Linked DNA regions of Sus scrofa: region 2 is linked to region 1. A link is a contact called in public HiChIP or PLAC-seq data. All regions are on one chromosome and are shown on one strand. The core of a region is the stretch at or near the end of the contact, and the rest is flanking DNA. Distances in the headings are between cores, read along the strand shown. Region 1 overlaps FGGY (FGGY carbohydrate kinase domain-containing protein). Region 2 overlaps LOC102165506 (a long non-coding RNA gene).

Region 1 (7,103 bases), core at 2,618-5,117:
CCACTGAGTGAGGCCAGGGAATTGAACCCTCATCCTCACAGACACTGTGTCAGGTTCTTAACCACAGAGCCACAATGGGAACTCTTGCTTACATCTACCTCCAGTGGCTTGACAACATCTGAGGAGAAGAGGGCTAGCACAGACTTTGCAACCTGGTGCTCAAGTACAGCCATTCTCTCTCCATCGACTTGAGCTTAATAGCCTCATCTTTCAGGGATTTCTTACAGATATCACAGGCTTTGGCCAAACTGAAATTCTTAGTATTTCCCAACCCCATTTCAGTGCCATCACTTATGCTATTCTCTCCATCCAGATTACTCTACATGTCATTGCTTTCGGTGGGGAAGGCCCCTGTTATCGTAGGCCCAGTTCAAAGGCTACCCCTCCCACTTCTCTGAAGGACCATAGCAGCTGACATTCTGGAGGTTCTCATTAGTAGTTGTATGACCTTGAGAAAGCTGCTGGAGTTGACGTAAAGATTATACAAGTAGACTACCCAGAACATTCCTGTTATGCTGAAGTCATGCAAAGTATAGCTTTGTCTTTCCTTTGCCTTATTGTTCCTACTGAAAGTCTTCTCCCTTTTTCAACCTCCTATAGAACTCAGTCCTCATGCTATATCTCTAGTTCTCTATATTGCTGACTTTGCCTCAGTAACTGGTAGTAACTAGTATAGTGCTTAGCATGTTGTTTATAGACAAAAACATTAACTAAGGCACATATTTACTCAGTTAAGGGCTGTGGTCTGAAGTTACAGAGATGAATATGACCAGAGTCATTGCCCACAAGAAGCTCACAGTCTAAATGGGGGAGACAGTAATGTAACCATCTATTTAAATGTTTAAACATTATTGTATATCTGTTAGCATTCAGAGATATGCACATAGTGAAAGAATTATTAGGCCACATGCATTAGGCTGGGCAATAAGGTTACACCACAGTAAAGCAGACAATGTGTGAATAAGAGACACATTATTCAGGCTTATTTAATATATTTCACAGAACTGAACTGTGTGGGTTTTTCTTTACAACTTTCAGTGGTGAGAGGCCTGAATATAAAAGGTGTATAGAGTCTTTCCTCATATTACTGATGTTGGTGGCAGAATGACCCCTCAGTTTTCAAAGTGGTGAGTCACAAGGCTGGTACGCTTTTAACTCTCTATGCTAAATTCAGCCCAGGAACCTGTATAGGTCAATAGCTTAACACAATCCTTAGCTTTCCCTAGACCTGAGCATAGGATTCAAAGATTCTCCATGTTTTCTGTTTCTTGAACATTTAAAAAAAAAACTATGGATAACTCAGTCAACACAGGCATGGGTGAAGCTATACGATGGTAAAACCAGGAGACCTAGAGTCAGACAGACCTTCAAGTTTCTCCTCCCACCCCACCACACATACCTGAGCCAAGATGAATATCATTCTGGCCTTTATATGGGGGTGGTAAGAATGTGCACCCATAGTTGTTGTTCATATCAAGTGTTATCTACGCAAACACTTAGGTAGTTCCCAGTTCATGGTAAGGGCACCACATCAGAAGAGCTCCTTATTGCTCTTTTTTCTTTTTTTGTCCTTTTGCTATTTCTTGGGCTGCTCCCGCAGCATATGAAGGTTCCCAGGCTAGGGGTCCAATCGGAGCTGCAGCCACAGGCCCACGCCAGAGCCACAGCAACACAGGATCCATCCGAGCTGTGTCTGCAACCTACACCACAGCTCACGGCAACGCCGGATCGTCAACCCACTGAGCAAGGGCAGGGACCGAACCCGCAACCTCATGGTTCCTAGTCAGATTCGTTAACCACTGCGCCATGACGGGAACTCCCTGCTCTGCTTTTGAAATAAAATTTTTAAAATTCATTCTTCCAGTTTCCTTGAACACAATTTTGTTCTTTCTAGATTATATACAGGTAACTGCGATAAACTTGAGTGTTGACCATCACTCCTACATCTTCGAAGATGCTACTGGAGAAGTTCATTAGGATCATGTGGGGATTGTATACAAGGCAGATGTTTAGGGCCCAGTCAAATCTACTGATCAGAACCTGTCATAGTGGTGGTTGTGGGGACCCAGTAACCCACATTTTAAATAACTCCTTGGTTGACTATGCATATTCAAATTTGAAAACCACTATAATAAGTAAATAAGGACAGAAATAGATATAAAAACAAACAAAAGAAAAATGCACATCATATGGTAGTTCTATATTTAGTTTTCTGAGGAACCTCCATACTGTTTTCCACAGTGGTTGTACCAATTTACATTCCTACCTAAAATTATATCCCTCTCCTGGGCATATATCTGAAAAAAAACTTTCATTCAAAAAGATACATATACCCCCATGTTCACTGTAGCATTATTCACAATAGCCAAGACATGGAAACAAATCTAAATGTACACTGACAGATGAACAGATAGGAAGATGTGGTACATATATACAATGGAATACTACTCAGCAATAAAAAATAATGGTATCTGCAACAACTGCAACTAGAGATTCTCATACTAAGTGAGGTCAGAAAGAAAAAGACAAATACCATATGATATCACTTATATGTGGAATCTAAAACATGGGCACAAATGAACCTATCTACAAAAAAAAAGACTCAGATATAGAGAACAGACTTGTGGTTGCCAAGGGGTTGGGAGAGGGAGTGGGATGGACTGGGAGTTTGGGGTTAGTAGATGCAAACTATTACATTTAGAATGGATCATGGATAAGCAATGGGGTCCTACTGTATAGCACAGGGAACTATATCCAGTATCAGGAGATAGACCATGATAGAAGATAATATGAGAAAAAAAATGACTGGGTCACTATGCTATACAACAGAAATTGACTCAACACTGTAAATCAACTATATCCTAAAAAAAACTTAATTAATAAAAAAATCCTATGTCATTCTATGTTCAAAATAAAATACTCATTTTTTAGATGATCTATATTATGATTTCAATCTACTATGGATAACTGGAAATAATGTAAATAATCTATTTTCTCATGTTGTCTCTCTTTATATTTTCCATTTGCAGTTTCTAGCAAACAGTACTTTCTAGTTCTAGTCAAAATGGGAACAGAAGAAAGTTTAGTGGGAAAATCTGACACTGTCATCGATAAAATGAAGATGGAATATTCAGAGGGATGGGCACAGAAATACTAGAAGGCTCTGGAAGAATATTCAGCAGCTCAGACTGTAGTGAGCCTGGGCAGACTTTGTACACTCTCTACTTCGATTTGAAGAAAGAGAAGAGATAATGGGATGAAGAGACAGGAGCAGAGGCAAAAATCCTCTCACTAAGACAGTGGCCAAGATCAGAGTGGGTATGAGACCCTGAAAAGCAGCATCCTCCAGCCTCAGGCCTGGTGCTGAGATACAGAAGTCGGAGATGGAGAAATGTACTTTCCCATCTAGCTATGCTTCTGCAGTTTGAGTAACAAACATTACAAAGGTGGAGTGCAAAGCCCTGGCAGCAAGTGAGCTATGTCTGAATTTCCAGGGCCTGGGAAAACAAATATCTGCTCCATTCCATTGAAGTGAACTTTTGTTCTAAGATAAAATGAGGTTTTTTTTTTTGTTTTTTTTTTTTTTTTACTGCTTTATCTGTTCCTTTGCAGTATCACCCATTGGTATGACAAATCCTAGCTGCTTGCCCAAAGGCAAATTCTTCAGGTAGAACACTTGACAGTTTTCACACGACAGTCAGTGCCAAGGAAGCTATTTGAATGATAGGTTGATTTTCAGCATCCAATTTCCTCAACTTAGAATTCAAGGCTTTTTACATTTGAGCTTCTGACCTGGAAGAGCTGACACTTGTTGATTGCTCACACAGGTCAGGAAATGGCGCCAGTACAGTACAACCACCAGAGGAGGCGCTGTTGTCATCCCCATTTACAGAAGGGAAATCTGAGACAGCAGTTAAGTAACTTGCTCCTAACAAGTGGCAAAGCTGGGAGTTCAGAATCCACACATGGTACACAGCTCTGATTTCCTGGCCCTCTCTCACTGTTTCCTCATACTTGCACAACAAGTTTGCCATACTGAAAAGACCCATGATGGAGTCAGGCTTTTCCACACTCTTTTCACTTTCCATTCCCGCCTCCTGAAATGCTTGTCCCATTTGCACCTCCTACGTGATGCTTCCCTCACTTGTCCTGGCAGAGCTGGTTGATCCATTCCGTGTGCTCTTGTGACACTTCCCTCACATCTGGGAAAGGCAGTGTGAAGGTTACAATGGGATTTTTCTGATGACAGGTCTGCCTTCTCCACCAGCTGCTAAGCTCCTCCAGAGAAAAGACTGGATCATCTTCAGCCTGGCAGCCCCCATGCCCTACATGGCATCTGAGGCCAAGTATGGGTCTAACACATATTTGCTAATTGAATTATCTGCTACCTTGCTTCTTATACCATAAAATGTTCCCTCTCTTCATTGAGGTCAGTTTCCTCAAATGTCACCACTCTGGATTAAACTTTCCAGAACTCTCTGTACTGGCACTCTCTCACTCCTGGCACTCTCTACTGCTTTACACAGACCTGTTCTTAATAACACTTAGCAGTACCTGATAAACACATAATGATGCATATACAAATACACACATGTACACATATGCCCACACATGCACAAACACACATATCCAAATGTGCATATACATATGCACACACACATATGTATACTGGTATACATACATGTACACAAACACATATGCACAAGCATTCAGCCGTACATGCACATTGCTGAGCATGCCAATAGAGGCACATCTGTGCACACATATGCACAAACACACACATATACACATGCACAGACAGATGTGCACATAAACATATATGTGGATACACAAGCACACATGTGCATGCATACTCTGTATGCATGCATACTGTGTATATAAAAATATTCATGAGTATGTTTCTATGGGAGGTTATGGACACTCCCAACAAGAAGGAAGCTTCATAGGAGCAGGAACTTGTCTCTATTCACCACTATGTCCAAACATCTACAACAATGCCTGGCACATAAAAGGAAAATATCACGTATTTTTTAAAATAAAAGAATGACTTCGCCTTGAACACTTCTATCATTCATAATACACATTCGTTTAGATCCCATCAATCATAGCTAAATATACACGGCACTGCCAGACACTAAAGAGCTTTACAGAATGTCGCTCATTTATTCTTCAAACAACTCTATGAGGTGCGTGCAAGTACTATACCCATTTCAGAGAGGAAAAAAACTGAGGCATGAAGTATCAAGCAACTTCCCAAGGTCACAGAGACAGCAGATGGAACTAGGATTGGTGTTCAAACCAGGATTTGAACTCCTATGTTGTATTACCTCAAGACTTTTCATTTTCCTTGTGTTCAGAAGCCAGATTCTGACATCAGAATCATAGTACAGAGCATGATAAAGATTAGCGTTATGGAAGGTGGGGTGGAGGAGGTGCTACTCTCAGGTATAACTAGTGACCAGTACCATTTTTCTATATTCCAGACATTTTTTATTTTTAGTCTCTCTAGATAGTTATCCTGGCCACAAGATGGTAGGAGGCAATCTTCAAGATTCCCAGTGTAGGGAAATAAATTCTTTTTTCTGTTTGCCCTTTATGATGACTCATATGAATGCTTAGTTAAGAGAAAGTTGAAAACAAGGAAATTAACCAGGCCCGTGGAGAGATGATAAGGAAGCAGCCGGCAGTTCAGATGTGAGGCCGCCGCCAAGAAGCGATAACTGGAGATGTGCATTTTCCCACCAACAGCTGCTGATGTACAAGCCCCAAAGTAAACATTAGTGCTCAGGGATATTATATGGATGTGAAGCACCATGTGTTGAGTTTCTGTGCCATGAAAAACAGTGGATCTTTGGGGTAAGCCTACTCTTGCAGCCAGTGACGCAAGTGCAATCTTGACATCGGGCCCCCAAACAAAACACGTTTCCAGCAGTCTTCTACCTTTTGAACTTGGAGCGCTGAAGTGCTCCTAACAGGTGGCTGGCAGTAGTAGAACCAGGAGCTGGGTTATCCCGGTGTTTTTGTTTTTGTTCCCAAGTTCAGCAAAAGAAGACAAAAGCTCATCTTTTCAGTCACATACGAATCCATGAGAGAATAAGGGGAAACTTCCGATTATGAATTCCCTCTGGATACCAGATAAGGTTCTGAAGCGGATGAGCTGGTCAGAGATTTGCTTGAAGTCAGGGTCTCTGGGCATAGGAATCTATACTAAGTCTAGACATTCTGCTCTGTTCAGGAGGAAAAACTTTCCCCTATTGGATGCAAAGTCTTCATGAAGTAGATGTGAAGTCGTGGGGAGAAAGAGATCAGCCTTGGATCCAATCCTGCCTTATCCCCTCTGCTTGGGCAAATCCCTCTGCCTACTGTAGTGTCCACTCGCTCAACCATTAATAGAGGTAAAAATACCAGGATGGTGGTTTGAAAAGAGCAAGTCACTCCACACCTGACTTTAATAACATCAACATTCAATTCAACATTAATCAACAAAAGTAATCAACAAAATTATTATCCACTTTAGGATTACTGATCTTTCCACCATGCAGTCAAAAATCAGCCAGCCTGGTCTAATAAGCCTCGTCTTATTCCCCGTGACTGGGAGAACCCCAGACACCGGTGCTGTCCTTAAGTATTTTTTTTTTAAATAAATTCACTTCTTCACACTGGGCCTCAACTCTCTCATCCATAAAATGGATCTAAAAACACACCTACCCAGAAGAATGTTAACTAGAAGCTCTATCTTCCGTTTTGGATATAGATATATGTTTGTGTAGTTACAGGCTAATGTATGAAAAGGCACAGACATATATAGACATACATTAATATATTAGCAGGACAAGTAGGAGAAAGCGCATAGACTCTGGAGTCAGAAAGACATAGACCTAGACTCCAACTTCATTATTTATTGAAATGTCATACTCAAATCTGCCCTTCCCCCATCCCTGCTCTGCCCCTCATCAAGGCTCCCGCAGCTGTTCTGCTATCAGGCAGCAGTGTTTCTCATTAAACCAAACCTCAACCTAAAACAGTAACCTTCACATCACACTAACAAACTCCCTCCCCTTCTAAGTCACATCCAGGAACTCCCGGAGTCGTCCTTGCCTCTA
Region 2 (7,103 bases), core at 2,116-4,615, 400 kb after region 1:
TTGCTTGTATATTCTAGAGATTAAGACCTTGTCAGTTGCATCATTTGAAAAAATGCTCAACATCACTGATTATTAGAGAAATGCACATCAAAACCACCACGAGATACCACCTCACACCAGTCAGAATGGCCACCATTAGTAAGTCCACAAATAGCAAATGCTGGAGGGAACCCTCCTGCACTTTTGGTGGGAATGTAAGCTGGTACAGCCACTATGGAGAGTAGTATGGAGGTACCTTAGAAAACTGTATGTAGAACTACCATATGATCCAGCAATCTCACTCTTGGGCATATATCTGGACAAAACTTTCCTTTAAAAAGACACATGCACCCGCATGTTCATTGCAGCACTATTCACAATAGCCAGGACATGGAAACAACCCAAATGTCCATCGACAGATGATTGGATTCGGAAGAGGTGGTATATATACACAATGGAATGCTACGTAGCCATAAAAAAGAATGACATAATGCCATTTGCAGCAACATGGATGGAACTAGAGACTCTCATCCTGAGTGAAGTAAGTCAGAAAGAGAAAGACAAATACCATATGATATCACTTGTATCTGGATTCTAATATACAGCACAAAGGAACCTTTCCACAGAAAGAAAAATCATGGACTTGGAGAATAGACTTGTGGTTGCCAAGGGGGAGGGGGAGGGAGTGGGGTGGTTGGGGAGCTTGGGGTTAACAGATGCAAACTATTACCTTTGGAATGGATTAGCAATGAGATCCTGCTGTGTAGCACTGGGAACTGTGTCTAGTCACTTATGATGGAACATGATAATGTGAGAAAATAGAATGTGTGCATGTATGTGTAACTGGGTCACCATTCTGTACAGTAGAAAAAAAATTGTATTGGGGAAATCATTAAAAAAATAAAATTAAATTTAAAAAAAAGAAATTAAATTCCTTGCCCAAGGTCAAAGAATGACAAAGTGTCAGGGCTGGGATTTGAACACCGATCTGTCTTGAGCCCCCATGTGCTCTCAACCCACCCTTCTTTGGCAGATGGGAGCAGTAATGGCACTAAAGAGACATGCCAGAGTGTGTTTTCCTAAGACACAGGATGCCAACACCCACCATTTGAATCAAACAACCCCAGATTTATGGACCATTTTATAAACATAGAGTACTATCTAGAAGCAACCCCAGAGGTCATCTCATCCAAAGACTTCAAAATCCCAACTCGGGGACCCTTTCATTTTCTAGAAATGTGTTTTGTTCATCCTTCATAGTGTTGATTGGTGCAGCGGTATGACAATTTTTGAATGACTTGCCAAAATGAAAAATTGCAGTACTTTGTAAGAAAACTAAGATTTATATCTTCTCTAGAAACGCTGGAGGATCTGGACCCATATCCGACTATGTAATGGTCAGTTGTACTCCACTGCCTATATCGCTCTATGAGTGTATTCTCAACACTCCCTACTGTCTTTTGCATCTGATCAACTTCACTCATTTCTATCCCCGTGACAGCCCATCAGATACAGGACACCAGGACCCAAGCCCTCTGAACTTCCTTTCCTCAGATGAACTCAGTGAGAGTGGTATCTTTGTCCACCCTTCAGGCTGGCTCCCTCTTCTGAAACCTTGCATTTATTCAGTTCCCTCTCAAACAATGGGTCTCTGAGAGAAGCAAATTCCCTGAGAGGTCTGGCCAGCACTCAGTACTGGGGGACATTTGACTCAAGACTTCCCTTGAGGTATTCTGAGCACTCCCATCAGAGGTCCCACTGTTGCACCAGCCTCACCAGATCAAGGAGGACTTCCATGCTGCTCTCCTTTGCTTCCTGGCAACCAGGAAGCCTGGTCTGTCCCGGGATACTTGTCTGCCCCAGGGTCCAAACTGGGCACTTGAGAAACCTTTTGCCTAAGGTTACCTGGTTCTCTAGCCATGAGGTCATGTTGTCTCTCTGGTGCTAGAAGTATCAGGGTTTGCTCTTGACCACACAGTCAAGCCTGTCTCGAGCAGATGTTGCCAGATCACAGCAACACTCAACTTGTCCACTGAGTTCCGAAGGGAAGGTGACACTAACCTTGTTTTCAACACCAGTTTATCTCATTAAATCTTCACAACTACTCTGTGAGGCAGGTGTTAGGATCCCCATTTTACAGAGAGGGAAACAGAGGCAGAGCAAGCTTACTATCTTGGCCAATGACATATCTAATTCCAAAGCTCCATGCTCTGTCTAGCAAGTATAATGGAAGAAGGAGCATAATGAACGCTCTGTGAGACAGGAGGAGACTCAGAAAAGGGGCGATGACTGAGAGGATCAGGGGGGCTCCATAGAGGAGTAAAGTGGAACAGAGCCTTGAAAATGGAGGGTCTTTATGGGACAAGGAAGAGCATAGACGGAGGCCACAGGAATACAGTCTCAGAGGTGGAAAATCTTGGGATATGACATTTAATCCACCTGGCCTGGGACATCTTTGCAGCAATTAAAAGTGAGGAAAGGTTAGATTATGGGGGTACCTTGACTGTCACGCAGGGGGGTTGGACCAAGAAGCACTGGGGAATCCTGGACAGAGTTTAATAGTGACTAGTCTTAATCCTGCACCCCAGAGACATATTCCTTCCCTCCTTTCCTTCTTCTGCCTCTTCCTCCCTCTGTTGTTGAGTTCTCTTACCATAGACGGGCTTTAGGGTGAGGGTTGAGGGAGGTAGCCTGAGATAGGAGAAAATCCCTAGGCTTTAGTGATTGATCACCCCTGGAGCAAACAGATTTGAGAATTATTCATGGAGAGGAGGGCCTTTGGCCTGAGACAGGAAAGACAGATGAGGTGTCAGCACTCAAGAGATGTGGGTAAAGGGCATCCCAACCCCAGGTGGAGAAGCCAGTGTAAACAAAGACGGGGCAGGAATTTAGCAGGGACATTTGGGGAAGAGGGACTAATTTACTCTTCCTAAAACGGAAATGTGAGTGGGAGGGAGGTGTGAAGGGGATATAAGGCAGGGATGGTTTGGGCAAGTGTCAAGCTAAGGAGCTCTTATCTAGTCTGAGGCACAGAGGGAGGCGAGGAAGGACTGGGAAGAAGGGAGTGATGCTGATGTCCTCGATAACAGTCTGCAGGATGGATGGAGGAGAGGCAAGGAGAGACCAGAGACAGATACCAAATAGAAAATTGGCCCAGCATTTCATCTGAGATGTGATGGGTGTATGAACTAGGATGGCGGCCCTGGGAACGTTGAGTTCTTTCTAGCTTGAGGATCAGGAATAGTGTCTCCTGGTCATAAACAGGACACATTCTTGTCATAATCATCATTGTCATTTTTGTTGTTGTTGCCCTCTTCCTCCCCTCCCCTCCCCTCCCCCCCTTCCCCTCTCCTCCTCCTCACCTCTTCCTCTTCCCCCCTCCTCCTTCTTCCTCCTATTCTCTTTGTCTTCCTCTTTCCTCCTTTTCTATGATTATTTACATCTTAATAATCCTACCAGACTTGCTTTCACAATCATTTTTTCATGTGGTTGTTTTTGGATTTTGACCTTTTTCAACTCTGTGAGAATTAGAATTGGATTCTGCCAGGAGTAAGAGAAACCCCCACATGGTAAAGCTTCTTTCTCTCTCTGGTCATGGTCACGTGGGCAGCACAGGGCTCGGGTAGCCACTCCCTGGTAAGCCGCTGTCTTACTGCTCTGCCATCCTCATGGCTTCCACCTCGTGATGCAGGGGGGTTGCGCAGGCTTGAATCATTAGATCCATTTGTCAGGCCAGAGAGTGGCACAAGAGGACACTTCCTGGAATTTGCCCACTCCAGTTCTATTTACTTCTTTTTTTTTCATATTTTTATTTTTATTTTATTTTTTTCTGCTTTTAAGGGCCGCACCCTTGCCATATGGAGGTTCTCAGGCTAGGGGTCGAATCGGAACTGTAGATGCAGGCTTATGCCACAGCCACAGCAATGTGGGATCCGAGCCACATCTGAGACCTACACCACAGCTCACAGCAACGCCAGATCCTTAACCCACTAAGGCCAGGGATCGAACCTGCATCCTCATGGATGCTATCAGATTCGTTAACCACTGAGCCAGGGCAGGAAGTCCTAAATTTTTTAAATTATAGTTGATTTACAATGTTCTGTTAATTTCTGCTATACAGCAAAGTGACCCAGTTTCATACATATATTCTTTTTCTCATATTATCTTCTATCATGTTCCATCACAAATGATTGGATCTAGTTCCCCAGGCTATACAGTAGGACCCCATTGCTTATCCACTACAAATGCAATAGTTTGCATCTACTAGCCCCAAATTCCTGATCTATCCAACTCCCACCCCCTCCCCCTTGGCAGTTCTGTTTACTTCCGATTAACTAGGCCTTGGCCACACTGCCAGATTTAGAGCTGGAGATACTGGGCAATGAAGGTTTTATTCTGGGTCACCATTTGCTGGAGTTGAGACCTATTCATGTGGCCAGGAGAGAGCTGCTCCCTGAGGGCCCATTCTGAGGCCCATGCAGAGAAAATCCATTGTGTCTCCTGTAACACTGGGCCCCAGCAAACGTGTCCTCACCACTGACTGAGTGGGTCTGTGCTGGATAATGGGGGGAGCAGGTAGTACTGAGCATGGTATCTGCCCTGCAGAGCCTGGCATTTTCACACACTGTGGGATCTCTGAGCTGGGAGGCATCTCAGGAGTGGCCTTCTCCAGTCTTCTCTTCTCCTCCATCCTAGATGCATCATCTTCAAGTCCTGCTTACTCCCCTCCAGACTGGGGGCTCCATCTGAGGCCCCTGACTCCACAAAGCACAGTGCTCCCTTCTCACACTGAATAATATTTGCCTCCCACTAACTTTGACCCAACAGCTCCGACTTGGTTAGGGAGCAGGTCTTCCTTATTCCTCATGCTACAGAAGAGTCCATTTGCTATGTGAAGACACTTTCATGGCTGTTTGTCCATCTGTTTGTCCTCCGCTTTCCCACCCATTTTCCTCTTTTCTAGAGCACATGCACCGTGTGGTGAAGCTGACACGCTTGGGTGTCTCCAGACCTGGCTCTGACACTCCCACGGAATAGCTGTATGACCTGGAGCAACTGATTCACACTTTCTGAGCCTTCCTTTCTCCATTGTAAAATGAGGCTGATGTTTCCCACCTCACGAGGTTATTGGGAGGCTTAAGCGAGCTAATGAATGCAAAGTGCGGGGCCTGACACCAAATATAGCAGTTATTATCATTGCTAACATCTTTATGATTAAAAGAATAAAACATCTCTGGCTTTCTTCCTTCTTAGGTAAATTGTACTGAGATATTAGGTAATAAAGTGAGAGAAACTTTTAGCCCTTTACCACTTTGGGAGGAATTAGCATAAAAATACCACTACAGTTGTGACCAGGAGCCACAATATTTGCCCCCTTGACCAGTTTCTCTGGGTTGCTCTTACTGTCCATAGAAAACTGCTTCCTGCAATTGCTAGTTGGCTGTCTCCATTTGCCCACTGCCTCCTGGGACGCTCCATCTGTTGCGATGGGCTTTGTTGTTGTTGTTAGCAGAAGCAGATTGAACCCAAATACACAAACATATTGGAGGCCACAAAGATCGTGTCTAAGTTGTGAGGGAAAAGGAGGGGTGGGAAAGCCTGGTGTCTGATTCCCACCTTAGGCCAACTGGCTGGGCGTCCGGGGATAAGTCACAGTGCCTCTCTGGACCTCTGGTTTTTGAGACCCTGCTCAGCATCCTGTGATGGGAGGAAGGAGGTGCCTTGCCCTGAATTCCCCTGGAATCCCTTTCTCCCCACCTAGGGCTGGTGCAGGTGGAAGCAGCATCTGGGTGGAGGCTGGGTGATGCCCAGGCAGCCCTGTGTGGTCTGTGAGCCAAGCAGAGCCCGCCTGCTCCCAGGGTGTGATTGTTCTTGTGATTTGGCAACACTCGGCAAACGTGTCCCATCAAGACTGAGCTAAAAATAGGTCCTGTGCCATGGGGCCCAGGAAAATCAGCAGCCTGGCACATACGGGATTGGCCAACTAGGCAGCAGTAAACAGCCACCACCATCCCAGGGATCCAGGGACCAAAGAGAAGAGATCTGGTTCATTTTTCCTCTTGTATCCTCTTTCCCCACCCTCCTCCTGCACCCTACCCACCTTAGAACCACTGCCTTCCTCTGCCTTTCCTCTGTCCACATCTCCCCTGCTTCTGGGTAAACTGACATTTGCAGAGGGGCTGAAGGTGGGTGTGATATACTGGAAAGAGCTGGTGTGTAGACATCAGTGGACTTGGGTTCAAAATCCTGACTTTGCTGTCTTCTGGCTGTTGAACCCCGAGTGACCCCTTGGAGTCTCAGTTGCTTCTGTAATAGAGTGGTGCTCAGTATACCTATTTCTAGGAATTGTTATGAATCCTGAAAGCAGCAAGTGGCTAGAGCAGCGGTTCAAGAAACGTATCATGCATCTGAATCACCTGGGTTGGTGGAGAGCTTGTTAAGAATGAGATAGCTGGGCCCCGGCTCCCAGTTTTCTGATTCAGTGGGTCTAGTTAGGCCTGCATTCCTGCAAGTTACCAGGTGATCCTTACGCTGCTCTTCCAGGGATCACCACCAGGTCAGGAGTTAAGTATATGAGGTCCTGAGACAGACCACGATGGGTTTGCCTTCTGGCCCTGCCACCTCCAGGAGAGAGGGACTTTGGGCCATTCCTAAATCTTATCTGAAAAGTGGGGGTGATAATCATTCTGACTTTACAGTGTTGATGTAAGGAATTAAGGGAGTTAATGCATATAAAGCACTTAAAATAGAGTCTGGAGAACAGCAAGCATGGAGTAAACATTAGCTTTTATTAGTGTCACGGAGTCTACACAGAATAGGAGTTCAATACGCGTTCTCTGCACCACCCCTTTCCTCCCTTCCTCCCTCCTTCCCCCCTTCCCCTCTCCCCTCCCTCCCTTCCTCCCTCTCCCTCTGTTCACCCTTCTCCCCCTCCCTCCCTCCCCCTCCCCCCTCTTTCTTCCTCCCTCCCCCCAACCCTGCGGTCTTTGTTGGCTGCACTCAATATCTCAGTTTCTACACTGCCCCTCCCAGGATGGATTTGTTCTGGGCACCACCTCTTTGGGTAGAAGGGCAAGCTTACGCGGGGCGGATTTGGGGCACAGATTGAATGTCAAAACCTAGAA

What was found. HiChIP or PLAC-seq counts read pairs in DNA pulled down with a chosen protein or histone mark.
Region 2: an H3K27ac HiChIP or PLAC-seq map of alveolar macrophages shows a contact between it and region 1. The contact joins two enhancer-like sites. A contact is called at or near these places in 2 of 2 datasets of contacts at active chromatin or transcription factors (alveolar macrophages and skeletal muscle).

What each region holds. Positions count from the first base shown.
Region 1 is chr6:152,973,039-152,980,141 of Sscrofa11.1, forward strand. All of the region lies in intron 7 of FGGY (FGGY carbohydrate kinase domain-containing protein), which reads right to left. Among named protein-coding and RNA genes, the nearest start is that of FGGY, 240 kb to the right of the region's middle. Within about 2 kb of position 3,868, at least 10 of the 83 cell types and tissues checked have an H3K27ac peak or open chromatin away from gene starts, as enhancers often do. A contact at or near this core is called in alveolar macrophages, where this site is marked.
Region 2 is chr6:153,371,041-153,378,143 of Sscrofa11.1, forward strand. The region is part of intron 3 of LOC102165506 (a long non-coding RNA gene); the gene reads left to right. Among named protein-coding and RNA genes, the nearest start is that of FGGY, 160 kb to the left of the region's middle. Within about 2 kb of position 3,366, at least 1 of the 83 cell types and tissues checked has an H3K27ac peak or open chromatin away from gene starts, as enhancers often do. A contact at or near this core is called in alveolar macrophages, where this site is marked.